Linked DNA regions of Mus musculus: region 1 is linked to region 2. The links are chromatin contacts, called in public Hi-C maps. All regions are on one chromosome and are shown on one strand. Each heading gives the region's core, a stretch centred on a gene start, on an enhancer-like site or on the middle of the called end of the contact. The rest is flanking DNA. Distances are from core to core; before and after follow the strand shown.

Region 1 (3,782 bases), core at 1,078-3,577, 250 kb after region 2:
ATTTGTCATAACTAAAAGATGGCCTTTAAGCCTAAAATGAAGGCAGACTGATTCATTAATAGGACTTTTTTCTCATCAAATGTTCTTGCCTTATTACTATTTGAATAAAAGTAACAATAGTGTGCTCTGCCCAGTTGTTGGTGGTGATGGTTTTTTTTGGTTCGGGGGTTTGGTTTGGGATTTCAGAATGGTGGATTTTGAGGCGATTGCCCAATCTGGTCTTAAATTTGAGCTGTTCTGCCTCTGCCTTCCAGATAAAGCACAGTTAGAAACTGATAATAAATGAAAATTTTTCATTTCAGGAAAGAAAATATGAAACATGCAAATTTAATAACTGGATTTAGAAACTAGAATCAAGCTGTTCTGTGTCCCACTGTGTCATAATGTGGTCAGCTGGCATTTTGGAAAGTACTGTCTGTCTGTCTTTTTATTGCCCCTGTCACTCTTAAAGTGATCTATCCATGTGGTGTGTAAACTGGATCCCTTCTGATGGTAATCAGGCCATTTGAGTAAGATGTTGTTTCTGTCATGGACAAAACCAGGCATTCTTCTTGCCAGTAATGATTGGCTGTGGGGGATAAAGCATCATTTGAACAGGACTGGTTATGATAGCCTTTTCTTTTGAGCAAAAAGCTCAGAGGGTAATTGAATTATTACAGTGAACCCAGGTGCTGAGTCAGCATTTCCCAGATCCTCTGGGTTGCTGGGGTAGCTCTGTGCTAGAATGTGTGCTTCAGCCTGGGCACGGCTCTGAGTTCAATCCCTGAAAACTTGCTAAAATTTCCATTTTTTCTTCTTCCTCAGAGATTTTCCCATCTTCTTTTGTACTCAAAGGTTTTTAAATCACTTTCATGGTCTTTTTCTTACAAATTAACTTCAGTTATTTTTTTTCCACACAGTATCACTAACTAATAACGAGAACGAAATCTAGCTTTGGCGTGTGACCTCTTTCTTTTCCAAGGCATTTATTTCCGTGGTGTGCGCTCCCGCATCTGATAGCCATGTGTAAGTGACCAGTAGCTGTTATAAAGCATGCTGAACCGGGGTGAGAGATACAGCTCTGTGTCACGGGGTAGCATGGTGCGCAGCAGAGCAAGAGTGTGGACCTCAGACTGTCGTGCCCTCGTTCAGACAGTGGCTCTTCTGTACAGCCGAGGGGCAGCAGCACCCTTAGCTGAGTGTCTCTTGCCTTGCCAGAGAACTGGGGCAGTGAGGACAGTTCGTAGCTGTTTGACATGGTTATGAGCCTGTGCTCATTTTATGGAAGGACCTCCCACTAACGTGTACGCCATCTTTCGTGGGTTTTAGCGGCCCCATACCCTGTGGGTAATTGTTCTCTCCTTAGTTCAGGCACCTAGAAAAGTCTCCCTGTGCTGTCCTTGACTGGTTATTTTGTATAAAGACTCCATTTGCCCAGCGGAGAGGCAAACTCCGCTGTTCACCGGAGCTCATTCCACCCCACCCCTCTACTGTAGATTCCTCTGGGCCTCGGCAGCCCCCACTGCAGACGTGTAAATCGCTAGTGATGCTTGCTTTTCATTCAAGAACTTTCTGAATGATAACTGAGCTTGATTTGGAAAGAGCGGTAAGTTTCAACCAAATTTTATTCCACAGCCAATGAAGTTTACTGATGTAAAAAAAGCTTTTTGAAGCCGCTTGATATTTGGAGCAGAGCCTGGCTAAATTAACTGACCTGAACTACTCCCTCAGATGGCAGCCAACACGGTGACAGCCTTCATTACACAGGACACCCCACCCCACCCCGCTTCAGTGGAACATAATAGAAGGTTCAGGTTCCCTCCCGAACTGCTCCGCTGAACGGCTACCAGTTCTCTGAACTCATCCGGCTTTGGTGGGTTGTGTGTTGGAGTGAATGACACAGCAGGCAGTTTGCCAGAAAGTTGAAGCTACGTCCCCCTAAAATTACGAGACATCCCAATAGGAAACTTCCATTCCAGAAATGCTTTGACCACCCTGGGGACGACGTGGAATCTTTACAACTCTTTTTAAAAAAACATGTTGACTCACATTCTCTGTGATTTGGTGCCGGGAGGTTGTGTTGTAGATCTTTGTTTTCTTGTGCCTAACGGGTGATGGCTAGAACATTTTCGTGTGTTTCTTCTTGTATTTTCAGGTTTACAGTGATCATTTTCACAGGTTGTTATTGTTCCTTCATATGTTGCGTTTTGTGATATATGTGTTTGATTTGTGGGCTTGTTCATATAATCACTGTCGATTTGTTTTTCTTTCTCTCTCCTTCTGATCAGGAGTTCTGGCAGGTACTGACTCGGCAGCATGTGCTTTCGATTAATCACTGCTCTGGAATCCATGTTAATGCTTCCGAGGCTGGGGGTCGGTGCATGCCTCTGGCCTCCCTACTCCCTGCACAGTGGTTTCCATCCCTGACTTAAATTTCCTGTTTTATCTCTAATATGACAATTCAAACACTGCACGGTCCTTGAGAATGTAGAACCCGCTCTAACTCAGAGGGAAATTTCATCAGTAGCTGTTAACACACAGGGATAAGAAATGTTTGTAGGCATTACACTGCATCAGATTTTAATTAATTGGTCATTTAAATGTTAGTATTGTTTGGGTTGTTTTGTTCCTAAACTATCATAGGAACAGGCGACAGTTTGAATGAATAGATGCATTTTTTTCTTTTGAAATTTCTTAATCAGTGCAAATAAGCCATTGCTTGGTTGATCTTTGCTCAATAAAATAGCTTAAGAGGAAGCTGGTGGCTCATTTAGACTTTATTACTTTGCCCCTTTGAGCCAGGGAATGACTGTAGCTTGGGGAAATAAGCAGACACATGGGAAGAACATGTAGGTAGAGCTGGCCGGGAGATGACCAAAGACAGGCAGAACACAGGCATTTTAAATTGATTTCTGCAGGGACTCTCAACTACAGATTATAAATTTTTAAATTTTATTCATTTAAAATTACTCTTGCATTTTTGATGGTTGGCTGCAATAAAAAAAAAATCTAAATTCAACTTAAATAGCAGCATCATTTGATTTGAAGTAATTGGTGATATAGTTAATGAGGACCGCAGGAGTAATCTTTCTTTTCATAGTGCATTGCCCCCTGTGTTCCTGTTTTAAAATGGGGTGGATTTTAGTAGTTCCACATAACTGTGGCATTAACGGTATTCTGAAACAAACAAATACTTTAAAATTTGCATCAAAAGAATTTACTGCTTCAAATTTCAATGCTTCAAATTCTGGGATTTTGTGTCAGAACAGCTAAGGTACAAACAAGTGCTAGCCAGTAGAGAACATAGCTGGGCTCGATCTCCTTGCCTACCAAGGACAAGCCCTGAACTGGGCCTTGCCATAGCACTCCAAACCTTTAAAAAAGAAAGGGTTGAGGCCCAGTCCCACAAGAAAGCCCTTCCCATGGCTCTCAGTGCAGTTAGACAAATGAGAGGCAGCGAAAAGCCCTTTCTCTTCATTAATAACCATGTGCTTTCGATTTGGAAAGACTTGCCTTCCAGGAGATCCATACAGCAAGAGTGAGGAGAAGAGAGAAGAATTAGCAAGTGCTAGAAGTCTCTGGAGCCTGCAGCCCTCAGTGCTCAGCACCAGTCACTGATGCTTTCAGTACAGGAAGTACTAGTTTTGCTTCACCAGAGGTTGGGAATCAGCCATTACGCCACTTGCAGATTAGTGCCTCTGTATAAGGAGGAACACGTAAATTTTGAAGTAGTCTGTATTTTTCTATCCATATTTTCCTGAACCTTTTCTGAGTTTCTAGAATCAGTATCTGAATGCAATATG
Region 2 (3,614 bases), core at 455-2,954:
CTGATGAGGTCAGAAAAGGGCATCAGATCTCTTGGGTTGGTGTTACACGCGGTGGAGAGCTACCAGGTCTGTGCTCGGAACAGAACCCGGGTTCTCTGCAACAGTAGTAATCACTCTTAAAACTGAGCCATCTCTTTAGCTCACTCTGGAAAATGTCTCAAGCCTAGAGTTTTATGTGTGTGAGGTCTTAATTATGGGTTAAACTTCTTTTATAGCTATAAGACCAATCAGACTTTGTATCTCTCCTGGCATTGGTTTTTTGCTCTTCCCCTACCAAGAGCACCATTATTTAGATATAATTACCATCTTGTATAATTTACTTATGGGTGGCACATGCCTGCAGTCCCAGCACCTGAGAGGCAAAAGCAAGAGGAGACGCTCCAGGCCATCATTCCAGGCTATATAATGAGTTTGAGGCCAGCCTGAACCATATAATGAGAGTCTATCTGAAAACCCATATCTGATATGATGGTTTTAGTACATATATAGTGTTGTGTAAGCTCTATGTCAATCAGTAGTACAGTCTTGCACCATCCTCACAACCTGACATCCATTAGACGTCACTTCCTGTTTTCCCTACTCCTAATCCTTGACAACCTTCTGTTTTTATGGATTTGCCTGTTCCTGACATTTCATGTTAAGCAAAGTGACTCAGGATGTTGAATTTTGCTGAGTGGATTTTACTGAGTAGCATAATGTCTTCAAGACAGAATTATATGACATCATATACCTGTACTTCACTCTTTTTAATGCCAAACAATGCCCCATTTTGCGTGGTGATGTGGGATCCTTTAACAATGACCGTCACTGGGGTTGGATTCACTTTCTGGCTATGAGGAACAATGTTCCCATGAAAAGTCATATGTAAGTCTCTGTGCAGCACCATTTCTAATTCCTACCTGCTGTGAGGCTTTGTCTACGTCCCCATTAATACTTCTCACTACAGTCGCTCTTACAGTATTTTCCTTAGTAAATATGAAGTAGTACCTCACAGTGTCTCTCATCTCCCTCTTCTAGGGGACCAATGATGCTTTGTATCATTTCAAGCTCTTGGCAGCCATCTTTATAGGAGAAATGTCTGTTCTGATCTTTTGCCCATTCCGGGAGCCATTTGACTTTTTAAAAAGTGATTTATTTTATTTTTCAGCACACTGTCACTGACACACCAGAAGAAGGCACCAGTGAGCCACCATGTGGTTGCTGGGATTTGAACTCAGGACCTCCATCCAGAAGAGCAGTCAGTGCTCTTAACCACTGAACCATCTTTCTAACCTCTTGACCATTCTTAAAATCAGGCTTACTTTTTAAAGTTTAATGTTAGGTTTGGAAATTATGTTACTCTAGGAACTTTTGAGTGAAATTTTAAGTTTATTGGCATCAAGTTTTTCCAGCCATTTTTTTGGCTGCTGTTGTTCCAGTGCTGGGTACCAACCGCAAGGCTTCCTGCTCTGCTGCATCCTAAGCCGCCTTCTTAGCAGCTCCAGGATTTGTAGTGATAGCCTTCTTTTCTGCTTTTAATCCTGGGAAACTATGTATACTTTTAATTTCTTAGCATGGTTACTATTTCTCCTTTGATACACATTTCAAATATTGGAGGATTTCCCAGAGAAAGTGATTCATTGCTGCAGGCAGTGATTTCCTCCGTGGGTAGAGAAAATGCTATATGACTCCAGTCCTTTGGAATTTATTAATATTTGCTTTATGGCCTGATTTGAGGTCAGTTTCAGAAAATATTCTGTGTGTGCTTGAAACAGGACGAATTCCACGGTGGTGGAGGTGGCGTTACCATGGGCTTCTAATAGCAGATGATTTGAGAGTTGGCTTTGTGTGTGTGTGACAGCTTAGGTGTTTCTTGACTGAACTGAGAATCATTCACCCGCAGCAGAGCTCTCCTTTAACAAGCTATTGGGAGAGTACCCTGACTGCATGGTGCCCTCTAAGAGGGAAAAGTAGTATGTATGCATGGTGTGTGTGAAGGCCAGAGGAGGCACCATCCTCTGTTTGCCTCATGCACTGAGACAAGGTCGCTCACTGATCTTGGACTTGCTGCATTGTGAAGGCTGGCAGCTAGCAAGCCCTAGTGTTCTTCCAGCCCCTATGCCCTTCTCCCCACCCCCATGTGAAGAGGTATAGGTGGTTGTGAACTTCCTGTCTCGGGTGCTGGGAACTGAACCCAGGTCCTTCTCAAGAGCATCAAGTGCTCTTAGCCGTTTAGTCATCTCTCTAGCCATGGCTTTCTGTTATATGGATGCTGGGGAGCTGAACCCAGGCTCTCAACGTTTGGACAAGTGCGTTTACCTACCAAGTCATCTCCCCAGCCCCATGCTTGATTCCTTTTTTTGTCAAAGGCCTATTTCATGTTAAGAATGCAGACATTCACATTAATATCATTAAAAGGACCAGACTGAATCTGAACTAGAAAAGGATGCCATCATGTAGTCCAGGCTGGCTTTGAACACCCAGTCTTCCTCCTCACTGCTGAATTATGAGTGTTCATTACCACGCTTAGCTTAAAACCAGCCTTTTAGAAGAAATACAGATTATTCAAAACGTTTCTCACATACAATTCAAAATATTTAAGCACCAGATGAAATTTAAAATTAGCCGACTACTTCACTACATTTTATATAAAGAAAACGCTTCATTAGAAAAGTGTCAATCTTTGGATCGCATGCAGATTTGCAGAACCAAATGTTTAGTGTGGGGAAAAAAAACCCCTTAAGCCCTATAAGCTTTGCCATAGATCTTTGCTTCCTTCCTAGTCTGTGTCCAACAGGACAGGAGGGCACTGTTCTCACGGAAGGTAACATCCATCAGGAGGTGGATCGCCAACAGAAAGAGGACAATGTTGGAGATAATGGAATCCAGAAATAGACCCTCATGTCGGGAGTCCAAGTTCAGGTGTCAACACTGAGTGACAGGGCTGATTGTTGTGTCAAGTCTAGTATGCCACCATTTGAGAAAAAAAGCCAGGGAAAGCATATAGATGGGGCACGGTAGGGAATAGCTATTGACCCTAACACGACCCCCTTCATGTTGTAGCCCACTAAGAAATTCCACCCCGGTGGACGGGGAATCCAGAAGGCTGTGTACTGGATCATTTCCTGCAACACAGCAGCTGCTGTTCAGCTTCTCTTCAAAGTAAGGCTGGAGCAACCATGACAAACTCGGCAAACCACCCAGACAGCTGTCTGGAAGCTACAAGCACAAGGTCCAAAATAAACGTAAGGAATAGCCAAAATTTATATTTCTGTCCATAGACTAAGTTAGGCAGTCTGTGAGTGACGTTTGTGTAATAGGAGGGTCAGACAAATGGAGGATTAAAAGTCAGTCAGATCCTGTAGCACATGGCACACCATCCCTTATGCTTTACAGACTCAGTCCTCTGGAATATTACGAAGTTATGGGAACGAAGTCATAAAGCACGGGATGATGAGATGGCTCAGCAGGTAATGGCACTTGTCACACACACCTAAAGATTGAGGTCAGCACCCAGAGCCAATGGTGGAGGGATCGTCAACCACTTACTGTTATCCTCAGACCCACACACATGTGATGTGGCATGCACGAACCACACACACACACACACACACACACACACACACACACACCAT

What was found. Hi-C and Micro-C count contacts between places; a contact is called where the count stands out from the background.
Region 1: a Hi-C map of embryonic fibroblasts shows a contact between it and region 2, with 4 times the contacts expected there. The contact joins two enhancer-like sites. A contact is called at or near these places in 5 of 484 Hi-C or Micro-C datasets (B cells, the N1E-115 cell line, cerebral cortex and 2 more), 1 of 115 datasets of contacts at active chromatin or transcription factors (embryonic fibroblasts) and 4 of 9 other capture datasets (adipose tissue, embryonic stem cells, liver and 1 more).

The regions. Positions count from the first base shown.
Region 1 is chr10:59,754,439-59,758,220 of GRCm38.p6, forward strand. All of the region lies in intron 5 of Micu1 (mitochondrial calcium uptake 1), which reads left to right. Among named protein-coding and RNA genes, the nearest start is that of Gm17059, 44 kb to the right of the region's middle. Within about 2 kb of position 2,328, at least 50 of the 459 cell types and tissues checked have an H3K27ac peak or open chromatin away from gene starts, as enhancers often do. A contact at or near this core is called in embryonic fibroblasts, where this site is marked.
Region 2 is chr10:59,507,722-59,511,335 of GRCm38.p6, forward strand. The region is part of intron 1 of Mcu (mitochondrial calcium uniporter); the gene reads right to left. Among named protein-coding and RNA genes, the nearest start is that of Gm40671, 66 kb to the right of the region's middle. Within about 2 kb of position 1,705, at least 67 of the 459 cell types and tissues checked have an H3K27ac peak or open chromatin away from gene starts, as enhancers often do. A contact at or near this core is called in embryonic fibroblasts, where this site is marked.